Regions from separate parts of the Sus scrofa genome. Here region 1 is linked to region 2. Evidence: chromatin contacts called from public Hi-C data. All regions are on one chromosome and are shown on one strand. The core of a region is the stretch at or near the end of the contact, and the rest is flanking DNA. Distances in the headings are between cores, read along the strand shown.

Region 1 (5,430 bases), core at 1,067-3,566, 92 kb after region 2:
TGCAGTTAATCCCTTGTAGTCATCCCCAGACCTAGGCAACTACTCATCTCCTTTTATTTTCTGAACATTTCATATAAATGGAGTCAAACAATATGTGGTCATTTTGAACTCTTTCCTTTCATTTGGCATGTTTTCAAGGTTCATCCATCCATTTTCTAGCCCATATGGGTACTTAATTTCTTTTTACTGCTGAATAATATTCTACTGTATAAGTATACCAGATTTTATCTACTCATAGTTGAGGGACGTTTGGATTCTTTTTTTTTGATTATTTCTACACTTTAGCTATTACAAATAGTGCTGCTATGAACCTTCATATAGAACGTTTTGTGTGGATATCCTTTCAATTCTCTTGGGTATATACCTGTTAAGTGGAATTGTTGGGTTACATAGTAAAGTAATGCAAAACCACATTTTGAGTCAAGAATGGCATCTTTATAGTATCTGAAGTCCCCTTCCACATTTCACAAGCATCTAGGTACATCTAATTGAACATCTGTATCTCTGCTTTTCCTCAAGCACAAGTGTCCAAGAGACAATATGAGATACATTAAAAAACGTATTCTATTTTTTGGCCATACTCACGGTACATAGAAGTTCCCAGGCCAGGGACTGCCACAAGAGAACTCTTCCATTTTGCTTTTTTGTCTTTTTGAGGGCCACGCCCTACATGCAGGTTTTTGTAGAGCTTTGTTATCTGGCCTAGAAATATAACTACTGTTAGAATATTCCACAGGACATCCATGCAGTGAAGTACTAAGCAGACATTAAAAAAAAGAATGAGGAAGAACCCTATGAAGTGGTACAGTGTGATTTCCAGGCTATATTATTAAGTGGAAAAAAACAAAACAAAACAAAAAGAATGTATAAATAGTATTCTAACTTTTTTTTTTCTTTTTAGGGCCACACCTGTGGCACATGGAAATCCCCAGGCTAGGGGTCCAACTGGAGTTGTAGCTGCCAGCCTACACCACAGCCACAGCCATGCAGGATTCAAGCCAAGTCAGTGACCTATGCCAAAGCTCATGGCAACACTGGGTCCTTAACCCACTGAGCGAGGCCAGGGGTCGAACTTGCATCCTCATGGATACTAGTAGGGTTCATAACCTGCTGAGCCACAATGGGGAACTCTAGGTGGTGTTAGCTTTGAATTGAAGGTGTTAGTATAAACTCATTCTTTTATTTTATTTTTTTTTTAGTTCTCTCCAATGAAAGGGCCTACAAGCAACGATGCCCCAGTTTCTAAGCACTATTCCCCACTAAAAAGAACCAGGGCCACTTGGAGAAATGGCTTATATCAGGTCTGCGACAGGGAATGCACAGAGTAAGTCTTGAACACCTTGTGCCAAAAAGCAAGGACGTGCTCAATAATAATAAGAGTAAGTCTTGAACACCTTGTGCCAAAAAGCAAGGACGTGCTCATATCAAAAGGACACAGGAGCCAGAGTGAAGTGGTTCCCAGTGGACAGTCAGAGCATCAAAGATAATAATGGTGCTAGACTGTAACACATTAAAATAAAAATGCAAGAAAAGAGGTAAGAAAAGGGAAAGTTCTCCTTTACTAAGTCCAGTTAATAAATGTAGAAGGAATTAATAATTAGCAAAATCACCCTTTTGCACTCTTCCAATAACTGATTCAGGCAAGGATCACCAACAGATGCTAAAACCTTTAGGTGTAAGGGCGATGGGGAATAGAATATATACACGATTTCAAAGTATCACCCCCTAGATTATGTACTAATTATAAGAGGAAAAATGTGCTATTGCGACAGAGAAATCTGGTGGACACCCTTTTTTGAAGTGATCAAATTCAGCATCAGCAACATTGGGACAACCTGACATTGTGCTTTCTGATGGCTGCCGGTAAGATATTTAACTTGAATCGCTTTAAAGAAAAAATTAGATGAATTCTTCCCAAAATGTAGTAGTATCATGCAACACAGAGAAAGAGGCTGAACCCTGAATGGATCCCGGACTGAAATGTAAAATGCTCCAATTAAGACAACTGAATAAATTTAAACATGGACTGTATGTTAAACGATATTGAATTAATGTTAAGTTCTTAAGATGTGCTAATAGTATTGTGGCTATGTAGAAAAAAGTATTTTTGGGGTGAAGACTTTCAAAAGGTTCGGGGAAACAAAAACTGGCAGTGTTTAAACTGAATCTAGGTGAAGGGTCGGCTATTTTATTCACCTTTTACTTTAACACCCCGAAAAAAAGGGGGTGTGTGTCAATTCAAAACAACCAACCTGCAAAGGTACCTTTGGCACAGTGACGAAGCGGTAAAGCAACTGATAGCAGAGATGAAAAGGACCCAACCCTTACTTCCATTTCCTGTGCCGTAGTGACGTGTAGTTACCGGGACGCAGACCATGTGACCCAGGTGACTCCTTCTGATTGGAGAAATAGCCGTCGCTCCCTCAGTGCGCAGACACGGAGCCTACGCAGAAAAGTGGATGGGGGCGGGACCAAGTATTTTCTTTGACCAACCGCTTTCCACGAATCCAGCGCGGATAGTCCAATCCAAAGCCGCTAGTAAAGTAGTGACACCAATTCTCCTTTCTCGTAGGACGGGCGGTCTTTCCGGTTCTTTTTTTCCTTTATGCCGCTTCCGGTGGGGGCTGGTAAGGTGTAGGAACTCTGCGAGTCACTTCTGGGCGACTCATTTTTATTTCCGGTCTATGGGACGAAGCTGCGATTTGCCGTTGCCTGTAGCAGCTGCCGGCACCGACGCCGCCATCATGTCGGACACAGACAGCGATGAAGATTCCGCTGGAGGCGGCCCATTTTCTTTAACCGGTTTCCTTTTCGGCAACATCAATGGAGCCGGGCAGCTGGAGGGGGAAAGCGTGTTGGACGATGTGAGGGGGTGGGAGAGGGAATAGGGCTGGAGGGTGGATCGGCTAGGGAATACGTGAAGTGAGGGGAGTTGAGGGTGCTTAGGACAGGAGACTAGAGGGCGCGCTCAACGTGCGAGAAAACCAGAGAAGCGGCTGCGCTGCTAGTGGGTTGTGTTGTAACCCAGAACTAGGGGGCTCGGTTCTGGACGAGGGTTGGGGCCAGAGAGGAGAACGATAGGCAAGACCTGGTACGTCAGCGACGCTGATATGGGTGACTTCCAAGCTAATTCTTCTTGACCAGGGAATAGGAAAAATAGCAGCTTAACCTAGTGATTGCTTTCAAACCATTGCCGTAAGAGCCTTGGCTATTTCTTGAAACTGTCTGCCTTTGTGACCTCACTGACTAGACGTGGCTCTAGAGCAAGAGGACTGATCTGCAACAAATCATGTGGTTCAGGCCCCAGTTCTTAACCATCCAGGGCAGACCCCTTCTGGTTCCAGGGCACTTCTTACATGGTTTTCCCACTGTTCGTTGAGGGTCCTGAAGTAGTTTCCTGTGGCCAGCGGACACTCACCTGTACTCATTTAAGTTCATTATTTCAAGGAGAAAATATTGACCAACAATATTCCTCCTTCCCTGCAATACAAATAAAAGATAGCAATAAAGTTCCTGCCTTTGCTTTCTCTTCGAAATGACCTCAGTTTCCTTAGCCTTTATTCAGAGAACTGCTGTTACATTCATTCAGTCTTGGTAGTGGTTCCTTGAATAATCTTTTTCTTTTCTTTTTTCTTTTTTTGTCTTTTGTTGTTGTTGTTTTGTTGTTGTTGTTGTTGCTATCTCTTGGGCCGCTTCCGCGGCATATGGAGGTTCCCAGGCTAGGGGTTGAATCGGAGCTGTAGCCACCGGCCTACACCAGAGCCACAGCAACGCGGGATCCGAGCCGCGTCTGCGACCTACACCACAACTCACAGCAACGCCGGATCTTTAACCCACTGAGCAAGGGCAGGGACCGAACCCGCGACCTCATGGTTCCTAGTCGGATTCGTTAACCACTGCGCCACGACGGGAACTCCGAATAATCTTTTTCTTACATTACTTTAAATGGTGGTGAAATTGGACATGATAATAAAGATCTGATCAATGTTGAGTTCAGTGGAAGATGTACTTTACAGTTCTCAAATGTGGTGCTCCCTTAGCACATCACTGAGTCATTTTATATATGGATTTATCACTTGTGGAGCTGAGAAATAAGCCTTATGGTGTGGGAAACATTTAGTTAATTGTCTTTGATTCTAGCGCTGTCCCTTTTTCAGGAGTGTAAGAAGCACTTGGCAGGCTTGGGGGCTTTGGGTCTGGGCAGCCTGATCACTGAACTCACAGCAAATGAAGAATTGACTGGGACTGATGGTGCCCTGGTAAATGATGAAGGTGAAGTCTGGGTTGTGTGGAGTAAGATGGGGGAGGAGGCTAGCCACTTACTGTTACGTGTACTTTTCAGCGGGAATTATCTAAGTGAGTGAGAGTTATTTGCTTTTTGTTTAGATCTTCCTCCTCCTTACTTTATAGGATGGATCAGGAGTACAGAAGATGCTGTGGACTATTCAGACATCAATGAGGTAGCAGAAGATGAAAGCCGAAGATATCAACAGACAATGGGGAGCTTGCAGCCCCTGTGCCACTCAGGTGATTCTTTGATGTCATCAGTAAGAATGTTACAGTACATTTTCTTGCTGTGTGGTCCAGTTTCTATACAAGCTTTTTGTCATTGTTCTTTGCTTCTCTTCCTTTGTCAGCTCAGTTTCAAGTAGCTGCTAGCTTCTTTTGTGTTCTGGGGCAGTGTTGCTATACTCAGGCTTTTATTCTTCATACTCGTTAGTCTCAAATTTTTGGTGAATGCCAAATAGGAATGATAATGCTTTCCTCCTTATCATTTGTTATTTAAGTATCTATGGAGTTTACAGTACAGTTTTAGATGGTTTTTAAACTCAGTCTTTGCGTACATGAAATTGGTGTTTCAAGAAGGATTAAGTAGGAACTCCCTTGCGCAGTAGCTTAAGGATCCAGTGTTGTCACGGCAGTGGCTCTGGCCAGTGCTGTGGCATGGGTTCCACCCCTGGCCCAGGAACTTTGGCATGCCGTGGTCATGCCCTCCCCTCAAAAGGATTAAGTATACAATGTAATATCTAAACTAGCATATGTATTTATTGGTTCAACTTCTGTTAATAACTCACTTCCTATCTGCAGACACAATGAACTTAGTGATTGCTCACAACATAGGTTTTCCTCCCTGGTGTTAGGTGCTACATTATAGTATCAGAATGACAGAGCTGGAAGGAGTCTTAGTGATTATTTATTTTTAACTTCATCATAGATATGGAAAACTCTAGCTTCAGAGAACTTTAATAAAATGTGGGGTTTTTTGAGTTTTTTTAATTACTCAATGAATTTTATTACATTTATAGTTGTAAACAATCATCACAACCAAATTTTATAGCATTTCCATCCCAAACCCTCAGTGCATCCCCCTACTCCCCAACCTGTCTCATTTGGAAACTAAGTTTTTCAAAGTCTTTGAGTCAGTATCTG
Region 2 (5,100 bases), core at 1,263-3,762:
ACAGTATTGAAATTGCTTGTTCATATTAACATTTCTCTGCTTACATTGTGATTGCTTTGAGGAGAGAGACAAAGTACAAGAATTTTTCTTTTAATTTGTTGTTCTAGTTTTCCAATCTTGTAAACAGCTGGGGTGATTAACAATGTATCAATTCATTAAAATGTTATTGAATCCATAGTAGCCTTTTAGTAACTATGTATTTTTTCACTCAACAGACACTAAAAGCCATCATTCAGGAGTCTACATTTGATACTGAGTCCTCCTAGATCTTTTTTGCTTTATGTAGAAAGATAGCTGAAGTTTTTTCTTTTTTTCTTCTTTGGTTGGGACTGAGGCATGTAGAAGTTCCTGGGCCAGGGATCTAACCTATGCCACAACAGACACCTGAGCCACTGCAGTGGCAATGCTGGATTCTTAACCCTTTATGCCACAAGAGAACTCCTACAGTGTTTTTTTAAGTGAGAAAGTATATACTCAGAAAAGTACATATAACTTAATCCTACTTGTATAAACTTTGATCAGGACAGTACAAACATAGAAAATAGAAATGCCAGAATATAGTTATAATTATAACCACTAGGAAGAACAGAGGAAGAGACTTTTTTCCTTTTCACTCTTGGGTTTAAAAAATTTTTTTTTCCGTAAGCAGGGGAAAATGCCTTTTTCAGAACAGAGGTAATATTTCTTTTTTCATAACAAAGGTGTTATTTATTCTCAAAAAGTTTGGGAACCATTGGTCTAGATATATATCCAATATGGTAGCCACTAGCCACATGTGACTATTTACATTTTAGTTAATTAAAATGAAATGGAGGGCGTTCCCATCGTGGCACAGTGGAAGCAAATTCGACTAGGAACCATGAGGTTGCAGGTTTGATCCCTGGACTTGATCAGCAGGTCAAGGATTCGGCATTGCGGTGAGCTGTGGTGTAGGTCGCAGACGCGGCTCAGATCTGGTGTGGCTGTGGCTGTGGCTGGCAGCAACAGCTCCGATTGGACTCCTAGCCTGGGAACCTCCATGTGCCGCGGGTTCGGCCCTAAAAAGATAGAAAGACCAAAAATAAATAAATAAATAAAATAAAACAAAATAAAGTGGAATTGAGGATTCAGTTCTTCAGTCGCACTAATCCTATTTCAAGTTCTCAATGGCCGCATATGGCCAGTAGCTACTATGTTGAACAGAACAGATATAGAACATTTCTATCATTGCAGAAGGTTCTAGACAGTGTAGGTCTAGTTCACTGTGTCCCTACCTAAGGTGGCACCAGTCAGGACACCCCAAACCTTTAGTGTGAGTTAATTAGTGGTAATTAACTGTAAACAACTATCAGTTGAGCCTTGTAGCCCTTTATTAACCACAGGGCTAGTTAGGCATTACTGAAAAATGAAGGTGATTCCCTAATTGGCATACTATGAAATAGAGAGTCAGTCTGATCTGGAGGTCTACAGTGTATCCATGGCAATGACGACACCTGTTGAATCTCTCTGTAAATCATAGGGAACAATGGTGATATTTGGACTGCTGGGTTCCCTGGTTACCATGGAAATGAGGGTGCTGGTTACAATTCTGTGTAATCACGAAGAGACTAAAGTATCGAGGCTCCCTCCCCTCCCCGACCCTTTCCTAAAACCATAACCATAGTGATGACTATTTCAGTTGGGCTTCAGGAGTAAACCTGGCAGCAGAAGCATCTGGAAAATCAGATTAAGTAAGAAGTGTCAGAGTGCAAGCCCTAATGAGGAAGTGTGAAAAAAGAAATATGGCGGGGTATTATTTCAGTAGGAAAAGGCTAGATCTACTACACTAAATACAATGACATTGTTACTCCAGCTGCTTGCACAGGCGCAGTGCTCTGAGCACGCCTACGCGCACATTTTCTCCCCTTCTCTCTCCCTCTTTGCACTTTCCTCTCCCTTTTTTCCCTTCTCCTTTCCCCCCTCCCATCACTTGGTCTTTCAGTCTTTCCGTTAGGCCGTTGATGGCTCTCCTTCCGACCCCTCCACCCCCCTCCCCCTTTCCCCCCTCCCCCCTTCCTTTTCCGTCTCTAGCGGACGCAGTTTGCGCATGCGGATTCGGTACAAAGCCTCGCTCTTTGTCCCCATCTGTCGTTCACACGAACTCAAGTCTTTCGCATTCGGTAGCCAATAAGATCGAAGAAATGGTGGAGAAACGATTCCGCCTCTGGAGATGAACGTTGATTGGCAGGTAAGATACCCAATCGGGAACGCCACTTTGTACCCCTAGGGAGGCACCGAGCTCCGTCGTCTCGTTTCCGGCGGTCGCGCGCTCTTTTCTCGGGACGGTAGAGGCCGTGTAGCGTCGCCGTTACTCTGAGGAGAAAACAGTCGGTAGAGGGTGAGTTTGGGGACGACTTAGTACTTGTTTGAGAGGAGAGTACGATTTCTTGCGACAATCGGTGAAGGAAGAGGCGAGGGCGAGGCTGGGGTTGGAGGGAGGTGGGCCGATCGTTCCGAGGCCCCTTGAGGCCTTGTCCCCGCCGCCACACGGCTTCCTCAGCCCACCCGCGGGGGCCCATAGCTCTCCACTGGCCTAGCCTTCTGCTTTAACCTGGCTCTCGTTTCTCTTCTCTCCCAGTTTCTTTGTGCGGCTCATTTTGGAATCTGAGCCCCGTCAGTAAGTTTCCCGGCTCTTCAGCCGCTCTGGGCCTGAGGGTGTGGGGTCTATTATCCGAAAGCCCTGAGGTCGAGGCTGGAGGAGGAGGAGGAGGCGCTTTGTCGGGCGCTCCTCCTCTCGGCCTCGCGAGGCCATTAATTCCGAAGGAGAAAGTGGGCGCCCCCCCACCCCCACCCCAGCGATGTTTCTTTGTCAAAACTCTTAGCTGGGAAGTTCATCTGCTAGTCCAGCCCCCGCCGCTTTTCCTCGGCAGGTTCCCAGAGGCCTTTTAATTTTTTTTATTTTTAATTTTTTTTTTTTTTTTTTAGTCTTGTTGCCTAGCTACTCGACCCGTTTATGACACCACTTTTTAAAGATGATTTTTACGGATTTCCTGGTGGGTATTTTCCGTTTGGGAAAATGATTGTCATAAGCTGACACCTTTCTTTGTGTTAACAGAGAAGTCGAGGTTAGGACTGGGAGGTACTTTGCTATCTTCAGTCGAAGTAGAGGTAGGTGTAGCGTTGCCAGATTACAGGACATCCCGTTAGATTTGAACTTCATTTAGGCCACAGATTCTCTTTTAGAATACGTTGCATGGGACTTACACTAAAAATCATTCATTTTTTTAAGAATCTGAAACTCAAACTTAACTGTAGCATATTTTTTTTTATTTGATAAATTTGGCAACTCTAATGAGGGAGAGTATCGGCTAGATTTATAGTGTGTCTTTGTCCAACTTTTCTTGTTACTAAATGAAGGTCCTAAGAGACTCTTTAGGAAAGGACCTTACCATGCCAGTCCTCCCTACAGCTTTTAACAGGTCCACATCCAGGCATCCACCTCAGTCTGGTAGATTTTTTTCTAGATTTACTCCCACAGTCTGCACTTAAGAAGTTGATCCTTTTCCTGAAAATTAAGGGAACATTTTTTTAGATTTCAAATATGTGTGATGTAGTGTTTGGTCCTGTACCTGAACAAGATTTGTGCAAATCTTGTTTTAGGTGTGCCTAATAGCCCCGTCTTTCTAATAACAACAATACATATTTTCTCTCAGGAAGTCCATGAGGGCAAATAGATAGAAATCCTCACTGGTGGTTTTATGCTTTCTTCTCTTCTCGGAGGCCCAATGGTTAGGGGTGCAGTGAATTTATTACTCGGATGTCTGCATGTATTTCCAAATTATATCAATGGTCATCATCAGAAGTACATAATAGGGGCAATATTTATTGAGTACTTGGTATTTTGTGGGCACTGTTTCAGGTGATTTATACAATATTAGTGGTCACCGTTGAATACCTGCTTGAGAAATAATAAACTGGAAAGATTATAAATATTAGCATTATGGAGACATTTATTACACAAAAAGGTAGGTAGTTTGGTTGTAAAAGTGATTTTTTTGCTAGAATCCAGAAGATCAGGGGAAGAATGTAATTGATGCCGTTTGTCTAACTGAAGCACCCACCAACCACATGCAGAAATAGAGGTAGTGTTGGCTAGCAGGAACAAGTGACTGCTGCTTACATGATTTTTAAATATTTTTAAAATAACTAGCCCTGTGCAGTAGATGTTATCTCCCATCTTACAGATGAGGAAGCTGAAGCTAAGAGGTTAGGTGACACGCTACTAAGTTTTTTTTGGATTTTAAAGTCTAAAGTCAAGATGAGTTTAGTTACACAGTTTGTAGCATAGCATAGTGATGAGTATGAGCTTAAGAATTCAACAGCTCCATCTCGTTTGTGTGACCTTGGATGTGCATCAGTTTTCTTATTCAGAAGAATGATAGTTGTGAGTACTAAATGAGATAATACAGGCTTAGTACAGTGCCTGACATATAGTAATCGATAACTATCTGATACTAGCATCTTAACTACCAGACTTCACTTTATGAAACCAAAAATAACCTTCCTTGAAGTAATCTGAAATGGTTTATAACATCCCAGTGCTCAAGGAGATCGTTTCTGCTAAGAAGCTGTGAAATGGTCTTTTGAAAAGCAGTGGTGAGGTGTGGTTAGAATGTAAATATATGGAGTTTTTAAGGATTTCTATTAACATATACATTGTGCATTCCTGAATGGGATGCAAGGTATTGAGGCTGGGGCCACTAACTCCTAAATTAAAGGCTGGAGAAGAAAAAGAGGCTCCTTGGATTTTAGCCAGAGGTAAGAAGGTAAGAAGACCTAGTGAGAGAAATGGCTGTGAAGATAATTCAAAGTTTCTGCTATAGGCCACTTGGGGGTCAGGGGAAGGAAGGCATTTAAAGCATAAGACTCAAATAGGAAATGATCTGATTCTAGTGTTTTGATTTACTACTTTTTAATCTTTATTTTTTTGAAAACAATTGAAAACATGATTTGCGGGGAGCCGAGGAGATGCAGGGACTCAAGGAAGGGACCTTGCCTGACAGCAAGAAAAAAAAAAAAAAAAAAAAACCAAACCTGATGGCAGGTTCCTAACCAAGGAAGGGAGCTCACCTGAACGGTGCA

What was found. Hi-C and Micro-C count contacts between places; a contact is called where the count stands out from the background.
Region 1: a contact with region 2 is called in a Hi-C map of skeletal muscle, with 5 times the contacts expected there. The contact joins the promoter of TAF1 here to the enhancer-like site in region 2. A contact is called at or near these places in 12 of 47 Hi-C or Micro-C datasets (alveolar macrophages, brain, fetal liver and 5 more) and 2 of 2 datasets of contacts at active chromatin or transcription factors (alveolar macrophages and skeletal muscle).

What each region holds. Positions count from the first base shown.
Region 1 is chrX:57,379,895-57,385,324 of Sscrofa11.1, forward strand. TAF1 (transcription initiation factor TFIID subunit 1) reads left to right here and starts at 2,317. Exons shown (of 38, transcript XM_021079953.1): 1 at 2,317-2,864; 2 at 4,158-4,272; 3 at 4,411-4,527. The coding sequence starts at 2,460. LOC110257711 (a long non-coding RNA gene) reads right to left here and starts at 2,340. Exons shown (of 2, transcript XR_002340621.1): 1 at 2,253-2,340; 2 at 258-702. It overlaps LOC100620825 (rho-related GTP-binding protein RhoG-like), which reads left to right. Exons shown (of 3, transcript XM_005659070.3): 3 at 1-208.
Region 2 is chrX:57,287,514-57,292,613 of Sscrofa11.1, forward strand. No RefSeq gene overlaps it. Among named protein-coding and RNA genes, the nearest start is that of ZMYM3, 11 kb to the left of the region's middle. Within about 2 kb of position 2,513, at least 66 of the 83 cell types and tissues checked have an H3K27ac peak or open chromatin away from gene starts, as enhancers often do. A contact at or near this core is called in alveolar macrophages, fetal liver, liver and 1 more, where this site is marked.